Regions from separate parts of the Mus musculus genome. Here region 2 is linked to region 1. A link is a contact called in public HiChIP or PLAC-seq data. All regions are on one chromosome and are shown on one strand. The core of a region is the stretch at or near the end of the contact, and the rest is flanking DNA. Distances in the headings are between cores, read along the strand shown.

Region 1 (3,736 bases), core at 886-3,385:
CCCACTCCCATGTGTGCTGATAAATTGCTTGAAAGCCTGTACCCAAAATCAGTTCATGTGTGCTTGCAAGTGGAAGCAGGCAATCTGAAAAAAAATTAATGAGTATCAACCTTTCTATAAAAAGATAATAACTATGATTGATATTTCCCTCTGGAGGCCACTTTTTAGTCCCCTCGTTTAAATTTAGGACAGGCTTGAGTGCAGGAAAAGATCAGGTAGTATTCTTTCAAGGTTTGTAGGTCAAGTGAATTTGGGATGGTTATCTATCCAAAGGATCAACAGGATACTTTTTCTGGTTTCTCTTTCCTTGTCAAGTCAAGGTCTTCCCTGACAATCCCTTCTCTTTTCCCATACCAGCGAGGCCTACTGAAGAGAGGCTCACCGGTCACCTTTTGCATGTGTCAATATTGATAGACAACTCTCGGGTTCTGCCCATACTCAGGAGGGTTTTGCAAAGCAGTAGGGGTTGGAGGTGGGGTGGGAGCATTGTAAAGTGTAATTGTAGAGACTTAACTAAATATTTCCAGAAAACTCTAAGTGTCTTAGTTACTTCTTTGTTGGATGATAAAACGTTATGACCAAATGATGGAAGAAAGAATTTATTTTGGTTTATGTAGCAGAAGAGGAATGTATAACATGCGGGGGTGGGGGCTTAGGGTGAGGGGTGACAATAATAGGCAGCTGGAGCGTGAAGCTGTAAGATCACATCTTCTATCAGACACATGAAGCTGAGAGAATGAACTGGAGATGGGTGGGGGCTATAAATGCCCAGAACCCGCCCCTAGTGATGTACCTTCTCCAGCAAGGCTCTGCCTTTCTAAAGGTTCCATGATACATGCCACCCTTCCCCCCCCCCCCCCCCCCCCCGCCGAAACACCACCACCAAATGGGGACCAAATACTCAAATACAAAAAGCCTACAAGAAACATTTCTCATTCAACCCATCTCATCAAGCACGGGAAAAGATTAAATGTCATTTGACTACTCAAGGGGGAAAAAAAATCCCGTAATTCAGAAATTTGCTGATGTAGCAGGAATCCTGGGCCATGTGAGTCAGGGTGCCTGAGCTCTTATCTCAGCTGTGTCATTACCTGTGGGCAAATCTCCTGGACTCGGTACTGTTGTTACATGGTGGGATATATAATTAGAAATCCAGAGCTAAGTACACTGCCATCCACCAAGGTGCTTTCAGTATTTCCCACATGGTTGGAGAGCTCGGACCCTGTTTGATGATCTACCAATGACTTGGACTGTGGGGGAAGAGTCCAGAGAGACCCTGCTTCTTCTGTCTATCAACAACTCTTCAAAAGGCAATCAGTAGAAAGGCTCTGGGAAGGTCCAGAGTCTCAGGAATAATGATTACGTATTAGCCTTTAGAGAGCTCCACTTTCTGCCAGGAATCTCCGTCAAACGCCACAGGCAGATGATTCAAGACCTCTGCTCTGCTCTGGATCCTCCTGCAACGTCCCTGGCAAGAGGAAAGATATTCTAGGAGGACATACATACTCCTCCCTTTGGCTACCAGACTCTTGAGACAATGGAATCTCTCAAATCAAAATTTCCCAGGAATCCCTCACTGATAAATAAATAAATAAATAAATAAAAATAAAAAAATAAAAAAAAAGAAGGCTGGGAGCTTAGTACTGGTGGGAGGAAGCGCTTGTCTCCTGTCACCTTTTCAGGCTACCAGTGATGGGCGTAGAGGTAAAGCCTGCCCTCTTAGGGCTTCTAGGCCCAGGCTCTGATCCTAATAACTCTGGTTCAGCGGGACTGAGGAGGGTGCCCGGCCTGTGGGCGATCTCTGGGGATCAGAGGCTGTAACTCCAAGGGTATCCTCACTTTCCCTCTAGTACCCCTGGCAACTCACAGGGAGTCTCCTGAGCCTACCCAAGCCCCTCCTGATCCAGGAGCTTAGAGAAGTGAGTCCGAGGGAGAGTCTCCACAGTGAGTTAGCTGTGTGCCCCGATTTGGTGCCATTTGGAAGGAATGCTCTTCAACAGAGCCCTTTCTCCCAAGACTGCTTTCAGACTGCAGTCCTTTTGTTCCGGAATCGCTTTGTTTCCTTTTCATTTGAGCCCCAAAGCCATTAGGCCTCACACTCCCTGCTCTGTGTGGGCATCCAGACAGGGATTGCAGATGGCTGGACAGAAGGGGCCTTGTGCTCTCAGCTGGATTTGCCCCGGGAGCTTCCTCTAATGTATAGCATCTTTCACTAACATTTGCTTTTTCAAAGCCGCCTTCCCTGCACAGAGGTTCTTTCTGTACCCATGACACAAATCCTGCCTCTGCTTTTCTTCATTGTAAGTTTATTTGTTTCGAGCCTTTCATAGAAACACACCCCTGGCTTCTTACTTTAGCAGTGCAGACCGTGGATTCTCTGCCAAAAAGATGGTCTCCTCTGGGGTCCACCCTACTGATCACATACTCCCTCTCAACCACTCCCTTCTCTCTCTCTTCCCTTCCACCCCTCCCCTCTCTCAATCAAAGTCTTTTCTTCAGAAAGCAAAGCAACTGAGTTAGGTCTTCTTCAGGTTCCTCTTTTTTCTTTAAGATGCCAGTGCCTGGAGCTGGACGGATTTTGCCCAGCTGCCATCCACCAAGGTGCTTTCAGTATTCAGAGTCCTGGGCCCCACCCAGGCCCCCTGAGCCTCAGGGGAGGTGCAGCCCCGGTAGTTTGTATTCATAGCAAATGCCCCAGGTGTTTCAGAGGAGACAACTGAATTTATTTAGCAGCTTGCTTCTGCTTGCAGGAGTAAACAATCCTTTCAGAACATCGTGGAGGGAGGTGCAGGACAGCCTGGGGGCACCCCCACCTGCTCCTGCTGCTCCCTAAGCAGCCTTGGCTTTGCTGCAGGACACAGGTGTGTAGGATTTGGCATAAGGAGAAAGCACAACAGACAGCTTTGGAAACTAATGATCTCTGGCTACTCCTGAGACTCCCTTCCCCCAAAGCTTTTTTTTTTTTTTTTTTTTTTTATTCCAGGGTTTCAACCTAGTGCAAACCAAGTACAAGCTTAGCTTAGAGTTAAGGACTGGTCATGAACATGATGACAGCTACATATAGTAATGGGCTCTTTCCAAAGACTCCATCCTTCACCCAGTCTTCCTGAAGGATGCCGAAGCCCAGGGTTGGTTAGTGTTACTCTGGAGACTGGAAGCAGAATTCCTCTCCGTCCACTTAAAGAGCACACATATCAACACTTTATCCGGATAGGAATGGACATCTCTTTGCCCTCTTCTGAGGATTGATGGAGAGCCGGTGCTCCTTCTCCTATGAGAGACTGAGAGACTGATGAAAACTGATCTATCCTAAAGCTGGTTCCAACTCTATACATGCTGTTCTCCTAACTCAGTCAGATCGATGGGAGACGCTCTGGCACCATTCAGTGCAGAGAAAAGACAATCATAAAAGAATTGCCTGCCACATGACCCTGGGATGAAACGGGGAACAGTGAAGAGCCGGGAGCTGTGGGAATGTGCCCCCTCTTCGTACAAATGGCCCAGGGAACCTGCCTCAGGGGACTCTGCTATTCACACACATGGAGAAGCACAAAGGACCACCTCAGTGTGGGCTGTGCTGTGCTCTAAGAACTGCAGTGTCATTCTGGGGTCGCCTAGGGAACGTCTGGGTGGGTGTCTCTCTGGCTAGCATCCCTGGTATGTATTGGGATGAATGCTGCCGGAGCATGCTTGATTTAGCAGCTGGTGTGGATTTGTTTTTTGTTTTTTTGTTTTG
Region 2 (3,782 bases), core at 62-2,561, 300 kb before region 1:
ACAGGAAAGCGGTGCAAAGCCTCGGGGGCCGTGGCTTCAGTCCAGGATCACTTAGTTCTGAGTTTGCCAAGGGAGAAGGAACAGAGATAAAGTTCTGAGTGTTCAGTGTGAGAAGAAGACAAGGAGTGACTTCAGAGTGAGCAGTCAATGTTATCTGGCCCTCTTCAAGGAGGACGTGTGTGTGTGTGTGTGTGTGTGTGTGTGTGTGTGTGATCAGTAATAAACTGCTGATGCTGTAGGAAGGCTAAACACTGTAACAAGGGACCAGGATGCTACCAATACATCCCAAGGAACAAGCCACTATGTGGTGCAGCAAGGTCAAAGTAGACTTTTGGGAATCAAATGACACCTCGGGTGGGATCCAAGCATGTAGCTGAGAGGTTTGCCCAACAGCCCAATTCTGAAAGCCAGCCAGCCAGACTGCTACACTCCATAATAAGTTCCAGGTTCAGGAGGATCCTGCCTCAAACACCAAGGCCGGTGGCATCTGTGTGACATCTGGCCTCCAAGTGAACTTGCATCCACGTGTGCCCCAACCCATGTGCATTTCTGCACACATAAGTTAGTAAGAGCATGCGTGCACACACAATCTCCCTACACATCCAGAGATAAATGGCACTGTTTTCAGGGAGGAATGAATAGCAGAAAGGTTAGAGAGCTGATGGTAAAACTGGCTGCCTGTAAATCCACGAGCCATCAATATCCCCATGTCCCCCTCAGGCAGGGGTTGGCTAGGAACTTACCTTTGACATCATTAAAGCTTGTCTCTGAGAAGCCCTCGCTCAGGTCTATCAGAGTCCCCTCCGACTTGCACCGAGGGAGGCCACTGGCGTTGGCTGCCCGGATACGCTGGGCTGCCATGGTGAGCCTCTTGGGTGGGTGAGGTACTATGGTCTCATGTCTCCTCCCCTAGTTCCAGCAGGGACAGCAGCTGCTGTCTCATAAAGTCACGCTGCACGGCAGGGTCAACTTGGCAGTGTGCTTCTTCCTGAAGGGAGAGGAGAAATAATTTCCTCTGAACAAGTGAAGCATGGCTTCGAGGGTAATCTTATGGGAGGAGGGAGTCCTGTTTCTTCCAGACCATTCCAGTGAAGAGAGAGACCCAATTCATTGCTCTGGCCCAGGAGCAGAAGTGGCAAGCTGCACAGACCCTGTGCCCAGTGGGCACGTAGAGATGCTCTTCCTAGGGCACAATGGGGTCTGTGAAATGTGTCCCAGCACCTGGATGGCCATTCAGTGCAGTCAAAGAGGGCAGCCTCAGACCGTGCAGTACATTGGCACTTCCAGGACTCAGGAAGAAAACAGCCCCTGTCTGTCCAGAGTGGCGGGTCCTGTTGGAGGAGTGGCCGTGGGAGGCTTGGCACAAGGAACAGAGAGCCAGTAACACCATTTGCTCTTGAAGCCTTGCCATGGTGGCTTGGGGGTGGGGGTAGGGGTGGGAGGCTGCTCCCTGCCTATGTGTACCCCTAGTCCCCACTAGAACTGAACAGACATCATACGCACAGTCCTTGGGGGCTACCAGGTTTATGACGTGCAGCTAATGAATACATGTGAAATTGGGCACACTATCAAACTGCTATTCCTAGGCTGCTGGTGGACATAATTATGAGTACGGTTGGTTCTTAGTAGGATGAGGTAGACCAGGCTTAAAATTTGTGGCGGGGTCTTTCGTTGGCTTGGAGCAGACCCTAAACCAGGACTGACGACGGGCAAGAAATAGCAATAAGAGCTGATTTCAATGCGTGAAATTTGCAGCTTCTCTACCAGAAACCAATGCATACCGCCTCAGCCCCAAACAATGGGGCGCTCAACACTCCACCTAGAACATGGCTGAAAATGGGGCCTCTGACGCAGGTGTGGCACCCTCACACAGCTCTCTATGACAAAGTAAGCTCACCAGCCCCAGGCACTACATCCCCAGCTCAAAGGACCCATGTACAGAATGTGCAGGCTCAGCACCCACCTCCTGCTGCTGCTAACAATACAAATCCTGAATCCTATCCAGCCCATTAACTACACTTGCTGTATTTCTTAAGAAATACACACGATGGAATGATACACAACGTGAGGCAAGGTCTCAATGAATACCAATTACTACTACCAAGCATCAGAGGCCAGTCTTGGCTCCAGGGACCAGTGGGCAGAGATCCAAGAAAGGCTTCCGACTTCCCGCCCACCTTAAGATTCCAGAAGATCACAGCTTGCAAGCTCTCTATGCCAGAGACTCCGTGCCATTTACGGACACTGGGGAACTCATGACAGAGGAAAGAGGTTGGAGAGTGGGAGGGGGGGGGGGAAAGTCACTTCAGGAATGGGCTGGAGCCCATACACAGCCTGGGCTTGCCAACTTTCCAGCCGCACAAGTGTCCCCTGCGATTCTGAAGGCCGGGGTGTCTAAGGAGAGGCAGTAGACTGTGCTGCCAATACAGAAGGGAAGGTCAGGAGATGCCTACTGGCTGTGACAGCTGATGGCAGGCTTGTCCTGAGGACACTGGTGAAGCTCAGAGCTGCTCTGAGAACCCGTGAGTAAGGAGTATGTTTTGGTTCTTCATCTGCTCTAAGGACACTGGTGTTTACTACCTGTGCTTGCTTTCCTCTTGTGTCTAACAAGTCCTTCCATCAGAAATGAGCTGGTCATCTCTGCCATCCCAGTCCAGGCCACAAGACTGATTTTCTGGAGGGTTAAAGAACCCGAGTCCGAATGGCACAAAGAAGGGGCACTAATGACAAGCTTCAAGGCAACCTCCTGACTTTAGAACCCTAGGGGCAGAATCTTGCCTTGGCTCCCATGTAAACAGCCTGGGATGTGCTGGGACACGGGACACGGAGTCAGAGTAGCCCTGCCTAAAGGCACCTGAGCCTGGGACTGGAACTGGGGTGAGCCCTGGAGTGCCTCGGCAAGTGAGTGAGGACCAGGGCTGCATGGGTCACAGCTCACCTTTCCCCCTGAGGACTTCTGGAAGCCACTGAAGGTGTGGTGGTTTGAATGAGACACGTCTCCCATAGGCTCCAATGTTTGGTCCCCAGTTGGTGACCCTACTTGGGCAGCTTTGCTGGAGGAAGTACATCAGTAAAGGTGGGGTTTTTTTTTTTTTTGCGATTAAAAGGTCCACGCTATTCATTCACTCCCTGCTTTTGTGCCTGCGGGTCAGTGTGTGAGCCCTCAGCTTCCTGCGTCTTCTATTACACTTGCTGCCATGCCTGCCAGCCTGCCTGCCATGGTGAACTCTTATCCCTCTGGAACCGTATGTCAAAATAAGTCCTCTCTTCCATACGTTTCGTTGGTTGTGGTGCTTCATCCTAACCACAGGAAAGTAACTACCACTCCTGGCTGGGAACGGTCACATGATGTAGTTGAGAAAAACCCGCTGTTTCCTTTGGGAATGGTTACTTCTGGTCTAGGGAAGCTGAACGCTGTTGGTCAGGTGCAGACATAGAACACAGCACTGAGGCACTGGCTGTGTAGCCTCGCCTCCCTCCAAGTCTAGAACAGAAGAAGGCCACACACACAGAGGTACTGGGAGATTCCTGAGCGAGCAGCTTTATCGGGGCAGGCTGGGGTGGATCCAGGTTCATCAAATCTGTGAGGCTGAGGCTCTCCATCATCACAAAGGACTCAGAGGTCAGTGGAAAACACAAACGATCAAGATAGAAAAATAGACCAGGGCCCTCTCATGACCATACGTCCTGGGATCAGATCCGGGCCTCAGGAGTGGACACAGAGTTGTAAAAAGATGAATCACGGTTGTCTCTTACAGAGGGGACATAGCTAGTGCCCTGAA

What was found. HiChIP or PLAC-seq counts read pairs in DNA pulled down with a chosen protein or histone mark.
Region 2: a contact with region 1 is called in an H3K27ac HiChIP or PLAC-seq map of oligodendrocyte precursor cells, with 9 times the contacts expected there. The contact joins two enhancer-like sites. A contact is called at or near these places in 7 of 115 datasets of contacts at active chromatin or transcription factors (embryonic basal ganglia, embryonic stem cells, neural progenitor cells and 1 more) and 1 of 9 other capture datasets (embryonic stem cells).

The regions. Positions count from the first base shown.
Region 1 is chr1:88,838,685-88,842,420 of GRCm38.p6, reverse strand. No RefSeq gene overlaps it. Among named protein-coding and RNA genes, the nearest start is that of Platr5, 86 kb to the right of the region's middle. Within about 2 kb of position 2,135, at least 83 of the 459 cell types and tissues checked have an H3K27ac peak or open chromatin away from gene starts, as enhancers often do. A contact at or near this core is called in neural progenitor cells and oligodendrocyte precursor cells, where this site is marked.
Region 2 is chr1:89,134,765-89,138,546 of GRCm38.p6, reverse strand. It overlaps Sh3bp4 (SH3-domain binding protein 4), which reads right to left. Exons shown (of 6, transcript NM_133816.3): 3 at 744-988. The coding sequence starts at 861. Among named protein-coding and RNA genes, the nearest start is that of Gm34331, 33 kb to the right of the region's middle. Within about 2 kb of position 1,311, at least 24 of the 459 cell types and tissues checked have an H3K27ac peak or open chromatin away from gene starts, as enhancers often do. A contact at or near this core is called in neural progenitor cells and oligodendrocyte precursor cells, where this site is marked.